2 separate regions of the Capra hircus genome follow, and region 2 is linked to region 1. The links are chromatin contacts, called in public Hi-C maps. All regions are on one chromosome and are shown on one strand. The core of a region is the stretch at or near the end of the contact, and the rest is flanking DNA. Distances in the headings are between cores, read along the strand shown. Region 1 has its middle 75 kb from the start of GPRC5C. Region 2 overlaps GPRC5C (G-protein coupled receptor family C group 5 member C).

Evidence for each region. A called contact is a pair of places that touch in the nucleus more often than the background predicts.
Region 2: a Hi-C map of blood shows a contact between it and region 1, with 2.0 times the contacts expected there. The contact joins two enhancer-like sites. A contact is called at or near these places in 3 of 5 Hi-C or Micro-C datasets (all in blood).

Annotation. Positions count from the first base shown.
Region 1 is chr19:56,127,541-56,130,922 of ARS1.2, reverse strand. No RefSeq gene overlaps it. Among named protein-coding and RNA genes, the nearest start is that of GPRC5C, 75 kb to the left of the region's middle. Within about 2 kb of position 1,747, at least 1 of the 5 cell types and tissues checked has an H3K27ac peak or open chromatin away from gene starts, as enhancers often do.
Region 2 is chr19:56,188,241-56,191,631 of ARS1.2, reverse strand. It overlaps GPRC5C (G-protein coupled receptor family C group 5 member C), which reads left to right. Exons shown (of 5, transcript XM_018063878.1): 4 at 1,702-1,857. Among named protein-coding and RNA genes, the nearest start is that of GPRC5C, 14 kb to the left of the region's middle. Within about 2 kb of position 1,776, at least 3 of the 5 cell types and tissues checked have an H3K27ac peak or open chromatin away from gene starts, as enhancers often do.

The DNA.
Region 1 (3,382 bases), core at 498-2,997:
TGGCAAACATTCCATGTGTCTTTCTAAACTCCCCCTCCCTACCGCCCAACACTGAGTTTTATTTTAAATGAACTCCTCCTCACAGGGGCAGGCCCCAACTCTCGTACTGACACCCCCCATGTTGTCATTTTCTCATTCTTGTATTTATTTACTAGATACCAGGTGGTGTCCACACTGGGGATGGAGAAATAGACGAGATAAGCACGGTTCCTGCTTCATGGCTTTCCTCTTCCTCATTCTGCTCATCAGCACGGAGAAGAAGCACACGCGGGTGCCTGTCGTGCAGACAGAGGGCTCAAGCTTTCTCGACGTTTAAGATGAAAAGCTGTCAGGAGACACTGTGTCTATATCTTCACTGCACATGGGACATTAGGAGGAGAGGGACAGGGAAACCAGAGGCAGAAGGTCACGCAGCGCAAGGACCACAGTCCACACATCCAGATCCCGCTGCAACGCTCTCTGTTTTTAAAAATATTTATCTGTTTTTGACTGTGCCAAGACTTGCTTGCCACATGCGGGATCTTTGTTTCAGCGCTGGGGCTTCTCTCTAGCTGTGACTCGTGGACTCAGCAGTTGCGGCGAGTGGGCTTAGTTGCCCCGAGGCGTGTGGGATCTTAGCTTCCTGACCAGGGATCAAACGCGGCTCCCCTGCATTGGCAGGCAGATTCTTAACCACTGGAGTGCCAGGGAAATCGCTACCGTGCTTTTTGGCACTCATTATTCAGGATTGGATGTGTTTGTCCCGAGAAGATCAACCCCCAGCCTTTCTCAGGGCACCTTAGGAACACAGGCTTAGCAAATGATGTGCAAATCCAAGGTGTTTTGTTTTTTTTTTAAGTCTAAAATCTTTATTTTGTAATCTGAAAGGGCCAAAAAGAGTTACCCAGGAGCGGAGAGACTAGAAAATCCTTACAGGATCCATCCTGATTTATCCTCAGAAATTCTTGGCGTCTTAGTATGATGTTTGATCATCTTAACTCTCTCACCCAACTCTGTCCCTAGTCTCATGGCCCATCTTCCCGCCATCCTGAGAAGCCCACCCTTATCCATTTCCCCAAGCAGGGCTGGGGGCAGCCTCAGAATACTCCCTTTCCAGGTCTTGCGTGTCTTGATATAAAAACAGTAGCAAATCTCAATCTTATGTGGATTTTACCCCAGTGCCATTAAAATTTTTTCTATTGGCCACCTTAAAAACACTTTTAAAAAGTTGACATTAATTTTAGTAGTATTACCCGATACACTGGAGAAGACTCTTGAGAGTCCCTTGGACTGCAAGGAGATCCAACCAGTCCATCCTAAAGGAAATCAGTGCTGGGTGTTCATTGGAAGGACTGATGCTGAAGCTGAAATCCAATACTTTGGCCACCTGGTGCAAAGAGCTGACTCATTGGAAAAGACCCTGATGCTGGGAAAGATCGAGGGCAGGAGGAGAAGGGGACGACAGAGGATGAGATGGTTGGACGGCATCACCGACTCGATGGACATGGGTTTGGGTGGACTCCAGGAGTTGGTGGTGGACAGGGAGGCCTGGCATGCTGCAGTCCATGGGGTTGCAAAGAGTCAGTCGACTGAGCGACTGAACGGAACTGAACTGACTGGATAGACTCAAAATATAATCATTTCAGCGGCATTGGAGATATTTTCAATTCTTTTTTCCACAGCAAGTCTTCAGCACCTAGAGTGCATTCGGTACTTGCAGCACACCTCGAGGCAGACCAGCCGCAACCTCACGAGCTCGGAAGCCGCATGTGTCCTGCGGCCGCCATATTGGTCTGGATGCTGGTTACCTGGCTCCCAAGCCTCCGGCCCAGATCTCCTTGGTGTTTCTCTTTCCTCTGGTTTCTTCTCCCACCTCCTCCAGCTGTGTCTTAATGTCAAGGATTAGACGATGCAGCGGTGACAGAAAACTCCGCCTACAGGGTTGAGAGCCTGATGCAAACCAGACTATGAGCTTTTGTCTTGGAAATGCAATAAGCAGAATGCAGGCAGCGTTGTGTTTAAACTACAGACAGTGTACGTCCTCCTGACGCCCCATCACAGCCCCCTCCTGCCTCTGGCCGGCTGCCCTTCCCCTCCAAGGTTCCCACTTTTTCTCTTTGTGGTCAGGGCAATGCCCTAAATAGAAGTCTTCAAAGCGGAGATTCTACCCATCTTTCTGGTTTGAGGACTAGGGTATGATTAGTGTTGGATTTTTTTTCTTTCCCACATTTGCTTTATTGAGATTAGTTTGGAACTTCCCTGGTGGTCCAGTGGTTAAGAATGGCCTTACATTGCAAGGGTATGGGGGTTCAATCTCTGGTCTGGGAACTAAGAGCCCACATGTTGCGGAGCAACAGAGATGACTGGCATAGGAGGAGCGGGGGGGAGGGTAGTGTGCAGCAGCAAGGGGGTGGGAGAGGGCTGCCCAGAGGGACCCAGGCTCCAGGTCCCCTCCCTGCTAGCTATCCCAGCGTGAGTGTGGGGGGAGCTCAGGAAAGCCCCCAGAGGCGCATCTGGGCTCCTCTTCTGGGAGGAACCTTGACTCCCAGCTTCACAGGAGGCAGGGTCCCCAGATAAGGACAGAAGCAAAGGCAGCCACGAGGATCTGGGAAGTTTGGGGCAGGTGGAGCAAAGCCAGGCGGACAAGCCAGCTGTGGAGAACAGAATTGCAGAGAATAGGTGCGCAAAGTGCTGAAAACTTACTCCTTTTGCCTCATTTACTAAGAAAACAGGGCTTCCCTAGTGGCTCAGATGATAAAGAATCTGCCTGCAATGCAGGATACCCGCGTTCCATCCCTGGGTCAGGAAGACCCCCTGGAGACGGGCATGGCTACCCACTCCAGTGTTCTTGTCTAGAGAATCCCATGGACAGAGGAGCCTGGTGGGCTACAGTCCATAGGGTCGCATGGAGTTGGACGCAACTGAAGCAACTCAGCACACGCTCATTAGGAAAACGTCATTCAGGACGCATCCGTCATCAAGAAGAAATCTCCCCGAGTTCTGGCTTGGGCTCCTGTTGCTTCTCCCGCCCCTGACTCGCTTCTCTCTGCTCTGGGTGAGCTTCCTCTGAGGTTGCACAGATGCTCAGATGTAAAGGCCCATGAATAGGAGCTCACAGCAAAAGAGAACTTGTGCTTTCCTCTAAAGAGCAATCCGCATCCGCTCTCTCTACCTCGGCCAACACTTCGTTACAGAACCCGCTAAAACCACACACGAGGAACCATCTGAGTCTCCAGCTATTGGAGGGCATGAGGGCTTGGGTACCAGGCTCCTGCTAGAAACACACTGGCTGGAAAATACCATCCCAGCTGTCATGCTGACCGCCTTCATTTCTGTCTCTCTCCCTGCCCTGGAGAGTGGGCGTCTTAGTCAAGTGTTGCCTGACAGCTTTCATCGGCACCCA
Region 2 (3,391 bases), core at 527-3,026, 61 kb before region 1:
GCCAGCAGGCAGCCACTCTCAGCTTCACACCTCCCCTGGGTTCTGGAAACCAGATGCTCCCTTAGCCAAGGGAGGGGGGTGGGAACAGGAAGCCGGAGGGTTAGAGTCTTACTCCATTGGTGTTCCTCCTCCCCGGCTGGCTGGCAGTCACTGTGCAGAGAGGTCAGTGACCCCCCCTTGGCAGGAGGCTGGGAACAGGAAGCAGGGAGGTCAGTGGGGTGGCGTTCTCATCCTCTCCCCGCCTGGAGCCCTGGGGGCTGGGTGAAGCCAGGGCACCCCACACTTCCAGTCCTGGGCTCTCCCCGGGCCTGAACCTGTGTCCTGTGAGAGCAGACCATGGCCAGGAGCTGGGAGGGCAGAGGAATCTCGGAAGGGTGGGAGCAGGGTTTGCCAGCCCCCAGCCGCCCAGGGTCCCCTGCCTGGCCGCCCCACTCTACCCGTGTGCATTGGGCCCCACTCCTTCAGGAAGACTTTGGACGAACAGATATTTTATCTCATAGTGGCTCCAAAACCATGGTCCCTTGACCCCCACCACTCCCATCACCTGTGTGTGTGCTCAGCTGGGTCCCACTCTTTGCAACCCAGTCAACTGGAACCCACCAGGCTCCTTTGTATGTCACCTGGAACTTACTAAAAATACAAGGGCCCGTGGTGTGATGGAGCCGATGATTAGCATCGATTCGGTGACGTCACCTTGATTACGTGGAGTTACCCAAGTCACAGTAGGAGTGACCGTGGAAATCTGCTGACGTCACAGATCAGGGTCATTGAAACAGTGACCAGCTCGCCTCGGGGTGGGGCCCCCTAGGTGTGCTTGTGGCTCAGCAGTTCAGGTGATTGTGATGCACAGCCAGGCTTGAGAACCAAGGGTCTCAATGTTCTAGGAGCTATAAGGGGCGGGGGAGGGCCGATAGTAAAGGGGTGGGAGGACCTCCCCCACCCCCATCCCATGGCCTCCAGGTTCGAGTATGTGGAAGAGCTGCCGCCCCGCCCCCGAGCTACAGGGCTTTGGGGGCGGCTCTCTGCCTGGGGATGAGGCTGGTGGGGCTCACGTTCCTTGCAGGGTGGGCCCTGGGAACGACGCCTCAGCCTCGCCCACCCAGCAACAGAACCACTGCTGCTCTGACCAGGATCCAGGCCACGAATTTGGATTTTTAAGTCTCCAAAACTTAAAACTCGCCAGCCCCAAACCACCAGGGTTTTAAGTCTCTAAATTAGGCTGCTAAACATGTGATACCTAGGGCCGGACAGAAGAGTGTCCTGGGCCCTGCACACCAGCTGCGATGCTGTGGGGGATGTGGCCTCATTGGTGGGGCTCAGGAAAGACCCCCAGAGGAAGCAGAGTGGGTTGGGTCATAGGAGCTCAGCCTGGCTCACCCTCCTTTGGGCCCCACAGTATAGGGAGTGGGATGGGGCTTGAGAGGAGGAACCTCCCCCTGCGCAAAGCCCCCGGACCATTGGAGGCAACTGGAGCCTCGTTTCGCTGCCCAGCCCTCTTCAGGGTGAGATAAGGGGCTGGAGGTCAGAGGGCAGCCCCTTCGGCTCCAGACTTAGAGTCACCATCCCAGGCCCAGCTCGGGGTGGGGGCGGGTGGTGATGGGGAGGGGCGGGGAAGCTGGCAGGCACGGCCCGCAGGAAGCCGACTGTTTGCACATCCGCCCCGGCGGAACCGGCTGTGAGACCGCCTGTTCTTCCTTCCAGTCCGATGGAGCTGGAGCGTACGACGTCATCCTCCCTCGGGCCACCGCCAACAGCCAGGTGACGGGCAGTGCCAACTCCACCCTGCGGGCTGAGGACATCTACGCGGCCCACAGCCGCCAGGAGGCCACGCTGCCCAAGGAAGGCAAGAGCTCTCAGGTGTTTAGAAACCCCTATGTGTGGGACTGAGCCGGCCCCTGGAAGAGGCGGGCAGATTGGAGGACCTGGCCCCTGGAGAGGGTCTTCTCCCCACCGGGAGCCCGCGCTCTCCCCAGCCCCCTCCCTCCTCGCTGGCCCAGGGCGGGGGCCTGGGTCTCACCCGGGAGACCCTCCTGTCTGCCAGTGTTCAGATGGGCGTCCCGGTGCCCCTGCCTGCTCCTCAGTGTTTGCGGAGTCCAGGAGCCAGCTCTAGCTTCCTGCCAGGGTCACCTCCGGTGGCCACGCTCCAGCCAAATAGTGTTGTTCTTCTTGGGGTGGCGGCCAGCCAGCACCCATGTTCTCTGGAGTTTTCAGAGAGATTCCTGCAACCTCGGGAGACGTCGCAGGCGCTTCTGTCCTGGGCCTTGTTCCTCTGTGAGGAGCACGGATGCCTAATAAACACGTTTCTGCTTTATTAACCCTTCCTCTGGGAATGTCATGTCTGATCTGGGCTTTCTGTCTTGGATGATCCGCCCCTCTACCCTGGCCTGTAGGTGTCTCCTCTTTCTCCTCCCTCTGAGTCCAGGTCCCAGGAAAGCCACTGCCGAGCTCTCCTTCCATGAGGCGAAGGAGCCGACGCTTCCCTCCAGGGAATGGGTCTTCAGCTGAGCCTGGGTCCGTGTCCTGTGTGATCAGGATGGCTCTTGGGGCCCGGCTCCCATCTCGCGTCTCATCTGGCATCTGGGCTTGTCTGACCAGGCCACTTTCCTTGGGGACCCCGTCTACTGGATGGAGGGCAGGGAAGGTCGGCCCAGCAGCAGGCGGTTCTGTGCAGTGTATGTGTAGGGGAAGGCTTCAGCCCCTCTTTGTGGAAACAGTGATGAAGATCTGTCGGGATACGGTGGAGGACCACTGCTCCATCTCAGATCATTCAGTGTATGTGTGCTGGGGCGTGACTCAGAGAGGGCCAGCCCTTGTTTACGAAGGTGGAGGGGGCTGGCCAGGTTCTGGCTGGTTTCACTCCTGGGTGGGAATTTAAATCCCCATTTGCTCAGTCCTTTATAGTAAAGCCTGTCCACAGCAGTGCATTTTAATCCTTGGAGCTGACCCTGAGAGATGGGTAGAACGGTACTTTCTCTTTTCCAGAGTCAAATCCCAGAGCCAGACCATTTTAGGGTTAGACGGGGTCTTGGGCCTGAGTGATCAATGTAGCTCCCTGCCCCCTCCCCCTGACAGGTAAGGGACTGGCCCAGAGAGACCACAGGGCCTCTGGAAGTGGCCCTGCTTTCAGCTCTCAAGACTTTTAGCGGGTCCCAGTGGCTTGTGTTCAGACAAGCAACCTTGCTCTGACTTTTGGACACCAGTTCAAGGCTTTGCGAGGGGTCTGCTAAGTGAGCCCCTCCTGGGCTTGGGAATATTTCTCCCCAACTCCCCAGAAGCTATTTTCTGACACAAACTATAGGGGAGAAAACGTTTCTGTTGGAAGGGGGAGAAAGGTTTCCAGAAGATAAAATAAATCGGACTTCTCCTTCAATGTCAGATTACACCATCCCCC